Regions from separate parts of the Mus musculus genome. Here region 1 is linked to region 2. Evidence: chromatin contacts called from public Hi-C data. All regions are on one chromosome and are shown on one strand. The core of a region is the stretch at or near the end of the contact, and the rest is flanking DNA. Distances in the headings are between cores, read along the strand shown. Region 1 overlaps Clec4d (C-type lectin domain family 4, member d). Region 2 has its middle 28 kb from the start of Dppa3.

Region 1 (3,033 bases), core at 167-2,666, 610 kb before region 2:
ATGTCCCTAGTTTCAGGCCAACCTGGACTACATAGTGAGACTGTGTCTCAAAAAACAAGTTCTGTTGATGTGTAGTAATTGCCTAGCATGTACAAGTCCTGTGTTTGATCCCCAGCATAACCCCCCCCCCACACACACACACATTAATAATGTGTTACAGCAATTTATTACAGTCATGAGAAACTTCTCTGTCCTAGTTGACTGATATTCATTCTTGCAGCCAGTTCTCATTCTGACAGATGCTATCTAAAGGCTGGATGGAAGTAGATAAAGAGGTTTACTCTGCTACCTGTAGCTCCAGGCTGTGGCTCCTCTCGGATGCACGTTACTCTCGTGTGGTAGTCTGACAGTTTCACCACACTTCCTCTCGTCCAGCGTAAAAAGTAATGATGAGTCACTGTCATCAGGAAAAGCAGTTGATTTTCTTTTGCTGTGTAGCCATTAATTTAGAAAAGTGGGCTGATCTCCCCACCTTTCTCCTTCCCTCACAGTTAAAGTCCCCACACCCTCTTTCTTTCCTATGCCATTTCATGATCCCAGATAAATTCAATGAAAGCTAATATTTTATAATCATATTATCTATGATTTACATTGGAACTTTTGGAACCTTTTAAGTGCACAATGTTTTCAGTTTATTTCACCAAAATTTGCATAAGAGTGGGGGTTGTGGTAAGCCCTGGGCTAATTCCACAAAGTTTTGTGAACTTCACAAGTTTAGTAATATTTTTACTTTGGAAAATAATCAAATATTGAAAAGTAAAAAAAGAAAACCATAAATGTACAGGTTAGTAAATTAATGTAATGTGAATACTTCTAGCAAAGATTGCCAAGTTCAAAAAATAAGATACTACCAACATTTCAGGTAACCATAATATCCCAGCACAACCCATTCTTCCATTTTGTAGCTTGTGTCTTGCATCATAGTTTCAGCTTAAACCACACAAATCAAAATGTCTTCTGTTAGACTTTGCTATGAATGGATTCAAATGCCCTGCTTCCATTGGTGTTGGCTTATGCCCAGCACTGTTTCTGAAGCAATATTGCTGCCTAAATAAAATTATATTCTGTCCATTTTCATAACTGGACAGTAACCTATTGTCTCCGTGGAGTAAAACACCCTGATCTCTTTGGTTTCTAGCACTCTCATGACTTCCAGTATTAGGTTGTTGTGAACTGTGTTATTTTGAGCATCTTTGACCTTGAATCCTAAGAAGAGTAAGTACACATTTCTGTAAGGCATGTGTGCCTCAGAGTGGGATGGCCAGTGCATGATAAATGGGGTACATGGGAAAGCTTTCCAAACATGTTTCCTACTTTAAGCTCTCTCTTGCCGTCAAGCATCAAAGATCCAAGTTTCCTGCACCTCCGTCATCAGACACTGTGTCTTTTGAGTCACTACCATCCTGGTGTTTCTGCAATAGTGACTCACTGTGACTTGCAGTTTTACTTCCCTAACAACCAATTAGGTTGACACTGGGTGTGACATGGTAAGATGTCATTTATTAAGTTGATTTCATTTATTAAATACAATCAATGAAGCCTACAATGTTAATTCAACAAAACACCTTTCCCGATAACTCTGCAATATCGCCCTCAATATTAGATTAGGAGTTACATATTCAGAGTCTATGCTGCCACTGTTTATTCTTTCCTCCAGCCTATCTGTCTTAGGCCTACAACATACTAATTCAGTCATAACCTCATCTTATAGCTTGATATCAGAAAATACAAGATTTTCTATGACATTAAGGGTGGCAATGGCTCCATGGATGCATATTTGTTCCCAATCTTGATATGGACATATTTAATAGAGTTTTTAATATGTCCGTTAGACCTCAGCAAAGTGATTATTTTGGAAGCGAGCAGAACAGTCTCATACAAATTTTAAAAAAAATCAAATGTACAGCTCTGATAGTAAGCCTAAGATGGGGAATGTGTTGTGTGTGGATAAGCTGAGGAAAAGGGAGGCTTTGGGAGCACATGTTGGACATTCTTTGAGAAGATAATTCAAAATGAGCTTCATTCTGGCTAGTAGCTTACCCAAACAAGTTGAAATAAAGCAAGCACTAAGGAACGAGATGGAAACAACAGCGAAGACGCAAGGGATCAGTTGGGGATGTCGGGTACCTTTTGCTGAAACAAAGGGGATATAGGTTACTCTCCTCTCTGCCATAAGATGAGGGAAGTCAAGATTATCAAGGAGCAGGCTAAATGTGATAGCATGTAAAGTATGTTAGGAGTTCAAGAGACTTAAATATTCCCTGTGACTAAACCAAATAATAACAAAGAAAAATGCAAACTTGTTTTTATAAAGAAACATTTTTATACTCAGAACATAAAGGTCATAAAAATCCAAGCTTCTATATAACATAGTGTAATACAGGTACACACACACACACACACACAATCATGTACATGAAGAAAGATCTTGTAATATCACTATTGAAGACATGTAGTTTCTAAAATCAATTAAAATACTGTGTAAATTATGAGCAATAAGTTTTTTCAGTTTATTGCATAATTTATTTTTACATTTCTTGTGATTTTTTTAAAAAAATTAATCATTCCTGTCATTTACATCTCAAATGATATCCCCCTTCATGGTTACTCCTCCACAGCCCTCCCATCCCATCTGCCCTCTCCCCCTTCCATTTTGCCTCCATGAGGGTGCTCCCTCACCTACCTACCCACTCCCACCTCACTGCTACAACATATTCCTTCGCTGGGGCATCAAACCTCCACAACACCAAGAGCCTCCCCTCTCATTGATGTCAGACAAGGCCATGGTATACTACATATATATCTGGATCTAGAGCCCTGGATCCCCACCCCGTCCCCCCCCCCTTCCCTGTACACTCCTTGGTTGGTGCTCTATGCCCTGGGAGCACTGGGTGGTCCAACCAATAAGCAGCAAATTTAATCTATTGAAATTTTAAGTGGTCACCAAACAAAATGAAAGTATGCCCCATCCAGGAACTATGAACTAAAATAGTGTGGCAAGATTTTCATATCTATTCAAAAAGCGTAATGAAA
Region 2 (3,117 bases), core at 597-3,096:
AATGCAGAGTGGAATAACTTATAAATTATAAGGCAACTTAAAAAAATTAAGAGAGCAATATGCAGAATACAGAGGAAAAGGAAAGAAGAAGCTGCAAAGAATCAGAAGGAGTAGGCAGGTTTCCCCTTACCGTGGGACTCAACAGGTATTTTCTTAACAGCAAGGCAGGCTTAGTCTTATTAAAGAGGACAAAGCTTTCATCTTACAGGCTTGTGTTTAACTAATTTAGCAATAAAAGGATTGATGCTTCTCCCCACCTCTATACAATAAAGACTGGAGTTCATTTTTCATCCAGAATGAGTGAGTTCTTCTGCACTGATGCTTGGTCTTTTGCTTGATATACATACGTAAGCATGGATGTGTGTGTGTGTAAGTATGTAACTATGAGCTAAGTATGTAAGCTGAGCCCAACTGGTTTGAATGGAAATATATGAATATATAAGCATGAATCTGCATATGAGTTTATGTGAGTTTATCCATATTTGCCTGTGTAAAAGTTTTCCTTCTGTGAGTGTGACTCTCTAATCCTAGTTCAATAGAAGTTTATTGCTCCAAACTTCCCACTAGCCTGACAAAAAGAGACATCTGAACAAAAGAGTAAAGGCTCTAGCAATTAATCCTTTGCTTAATTCCCTGCTGTTTTACAATGAGGTGCTAAACAATGAGGCTGCTGTTTCTGGCCTCCAAGGAGCTCAGGCAGGTCAGCTACAGTAGCAAAGTGACTTAGACTTAATAGGTAAGTGTTTTATTGCTAAACAGCAACCCTAAATATCTCACAAGATCAAGTCTTGCCACCACTGATGCTCTTCCCCATCCACTGCCTCAAGAAGAACCAAGAAAGAAGAGGTGCCGGGCTGGCCCCGGACAGGTTTGCTTTCATCTTGAAAGAGTATAATAATAGACCCTATGGTTGCTTTCTGACCCACTCTCTACCTATGTGTGTGTGGGGGGGGGGTCCTGACCCCCCCCCCCCAAGTCTATGTCAATAACAGAGGCTCCCAGCTCCTTCTCTACATGGAGACCCAGGAAAGTGAGCCTGTGCACAGCAAGGCTATGGGGAGTTTGGAATTTGCCTCCAGGTAGAGATGCTGGTAGGTCCACCCACCTGAACACCTAGTACATAAGAACTACATGATTTGTTTCTTCCCACTGCAGAGGGGAGAAGCTACAGATTGATATGACTTGAGCAATCATTCTTCCTTCCCCAGGCTGGAGGTCCAACTTAGCCACAAGCCACGATTATCCTTTTCTATATATTACTCATCTCTATAGCACAGTCCCTGCCAAATTACTCGTTCAAACCTAGTTGACACATAGCTAATGGCAACTGTAGCACAGGAAGTCCCCTTTTGTGCTGTGCAGAATGTGTTCCTCTTTTAAAGAGATCCATATACAAACTCCACAGGACCTGGTCATGTGTTATGTCACATGACCGAGGAGAATGGTGGTTGCAGATGGAATTGTTGCTGTCAGTCAGATGACCTTCACGTTGGGGGTTTCTGGATTACCCGGATGGGCCAGTGAGTCACAGGGATGTTAAATGTACAAAAGTGGAAGAAGTGGGCAAACAGATGCATTAAAAATGGAGAAGTGAGAGCCAACGAGGGCAAGGCTCTAGAAGAGTCGACAGATTCTACCTGAGAGCCTGGGTGAGGGATTCTACCCAAGAGCCTTGGTTTTGCAGAAGAGGGGCCCTGCAGACTCCTTGATTTTGTTCTAATGAGATCCATGTCAGCCTCTGTCTTAGAACTTCGAGGTCATCAGTTTGTCTTATTCTAGGGTGGGAAGTTCCTGGTCGTTTGTTACATTGTAAAGCGACATGCACACAGCCACCATCTCTTGCTTCTTTCCCCTGGTGTGGTATCCTCAGCACACAGGAGGTTGTCCATATCCAGGGCACTAAAGAGTGAAATGTTAGAGGGTAGCTTTCGTGAAGAGTTTTGTCTCTCTAGTGATTCCCTCCCCTTAATGTATTTATTCACTTTACACCCTGGTTGCAGCCTCCCCCCTCTTCTCAGTCCCCCCTCATACTGCCCTTCCCTTCATGCCCCTCCTTCTCCTCTGAGAAGGGGAAGCCCAGCCTCTAGAGATAAGAAAAAAATTGTATTTCTTCCTACCAAGTCTGGCTGATGTTCAGAATCCCTCCTCAATTTTTGTTTTGTTTTGGTTATGGTTTTTGATACAGAATTTCTTTGTGTATTCCTGGTTGTCCTAGATTCACTCTGTAGACCAGGCTGGCCTCTAACTCACAGAGAACCACCTGCCTCTGCCTCCTGAGTGCTGGAATTAAAGGCGTGTGCCACCACACCCGGCTAATCCCTCCTGAATTTATCAGCCATTCCCCTAGCCAATCGTATTTTCCCCTCAGCCTCCCTCCGCCTTTCCCAGTGGCCTCTACATGTTTCATCACCTATAGAATGAACCATCTAGCCAGGTGGTGGTGATGATGCATGCCTTTAATTTCAGCACAGGGAGGCAGGGGTGGGCAGAGAAACCCTGTCTTGAAAAACAAACAATAAAAAGAGCACATCCGGAATTTCCCAGCCATCCTTCTTGGTTTTCCCTCCCCCCTCTCTTGCTTTCTTGTCTTTCTTCCATATTAATTTGCGCCATTCTAGATGAATAAGATGTGAACAATGACACTCTCAGATGCTGCATTTCTGTACACAAAGCAACAGGAAGTGCCAGCTCTCCGGTGCTAACTTCCTCTGTGAAGCCCAGAAGCGCCATCCTTTGTCCACCGTAAAGGGCCCAGTGATACAGAGTTGCCGTCTCTCTGACTGTTTGGCTTTTATATCATGTCCCCTGTGGTCTGTGCTTGTATGTGATGCTGAGGACTAAACCCGCAGCCCATGTGTGCTGGGCAAGTGCCTTACCACATGCCACCTTCTTTAAGTGTAAGCTTTTTCAGCACTTGGGCAGAAAGACATTATTGTTCCTGTTCTGTGTCAGCACACTTAGGAATAAAAGTCTGGTGAGAACCATTTAACAGGGTCTTCATACTGGGAGTGAGGGAAGCGATCTTCTCTGTCTTTTAGGGTTCTGTCAACTCCCACCTACCCCTATACTCACAAATGCCACATTCTACAGGTCAGGCAGTTGCTGCCGCCTGCCCTC

Evidence for each region. A called contact is a pair of places that touch in the nucleus more often than the background predicts.
Region 1: a Hi-C map of bone marrow-derived macrophages shows a contact between it and region 2, with 8 times the contacts expected there. The contact joins two enhancer-like sites. A contact is called at or near these places in 2 of 39 promoter capture datasets (the C10 cell line and hippocampal neurons), 1 of 484 Hi-C or Micro-C datasets (bone marrow-derived macrophages), 3 of 115 datasets of contacts at active chromatin or transcription factors (bone marrow-derived dendritic cells and bone marrow-derived macrophages) and 3 of 9 other capture datasets (adipose tissue, bone marrow-derived macrophages and embryonic stem cells).

Annotation. Positions count from the first base shown.
Region 1 is chr6:123,264,419-123,267,451 of GRCm38.p6, reverse strand. Clec4d (C-type lectin domain family 4, member d) reads right to left here. Exons shown (of 6, transcript NM_010819.4): 2 at 2,041-2,133; 3 at 290-397. Among named protein-coding and RNA genes, the nearest start is that of Clec4d, 3.8 kb to the right of the region's middle. Within about 2 kb of position 1,416, at least 67 of the 459 cell types and tissues checked have an H3K27ac peak or open chromatin away from gene starts, as enhancers often do. A contact at or near this core is called in bone marrow-derived macrophages, where this site is marked.
Region 2 is chr6:122,652,835-122,655,951 of GRCm38.p6, reverse strand. No RefSeq gene overlaps it. Among named protein-coding and RNA genes, the nearest start is that of Dppa3, 28 kb to the right of the region's middle. Within about 2 kb of position 1,846, at least 65 of the 459 cell types and tissues checked have an H3K27ac peak or open chromatin away from gene starts, as enhancers often do. A contact at or near this core is called in bone marrow-derived macrophages, where this site is marked.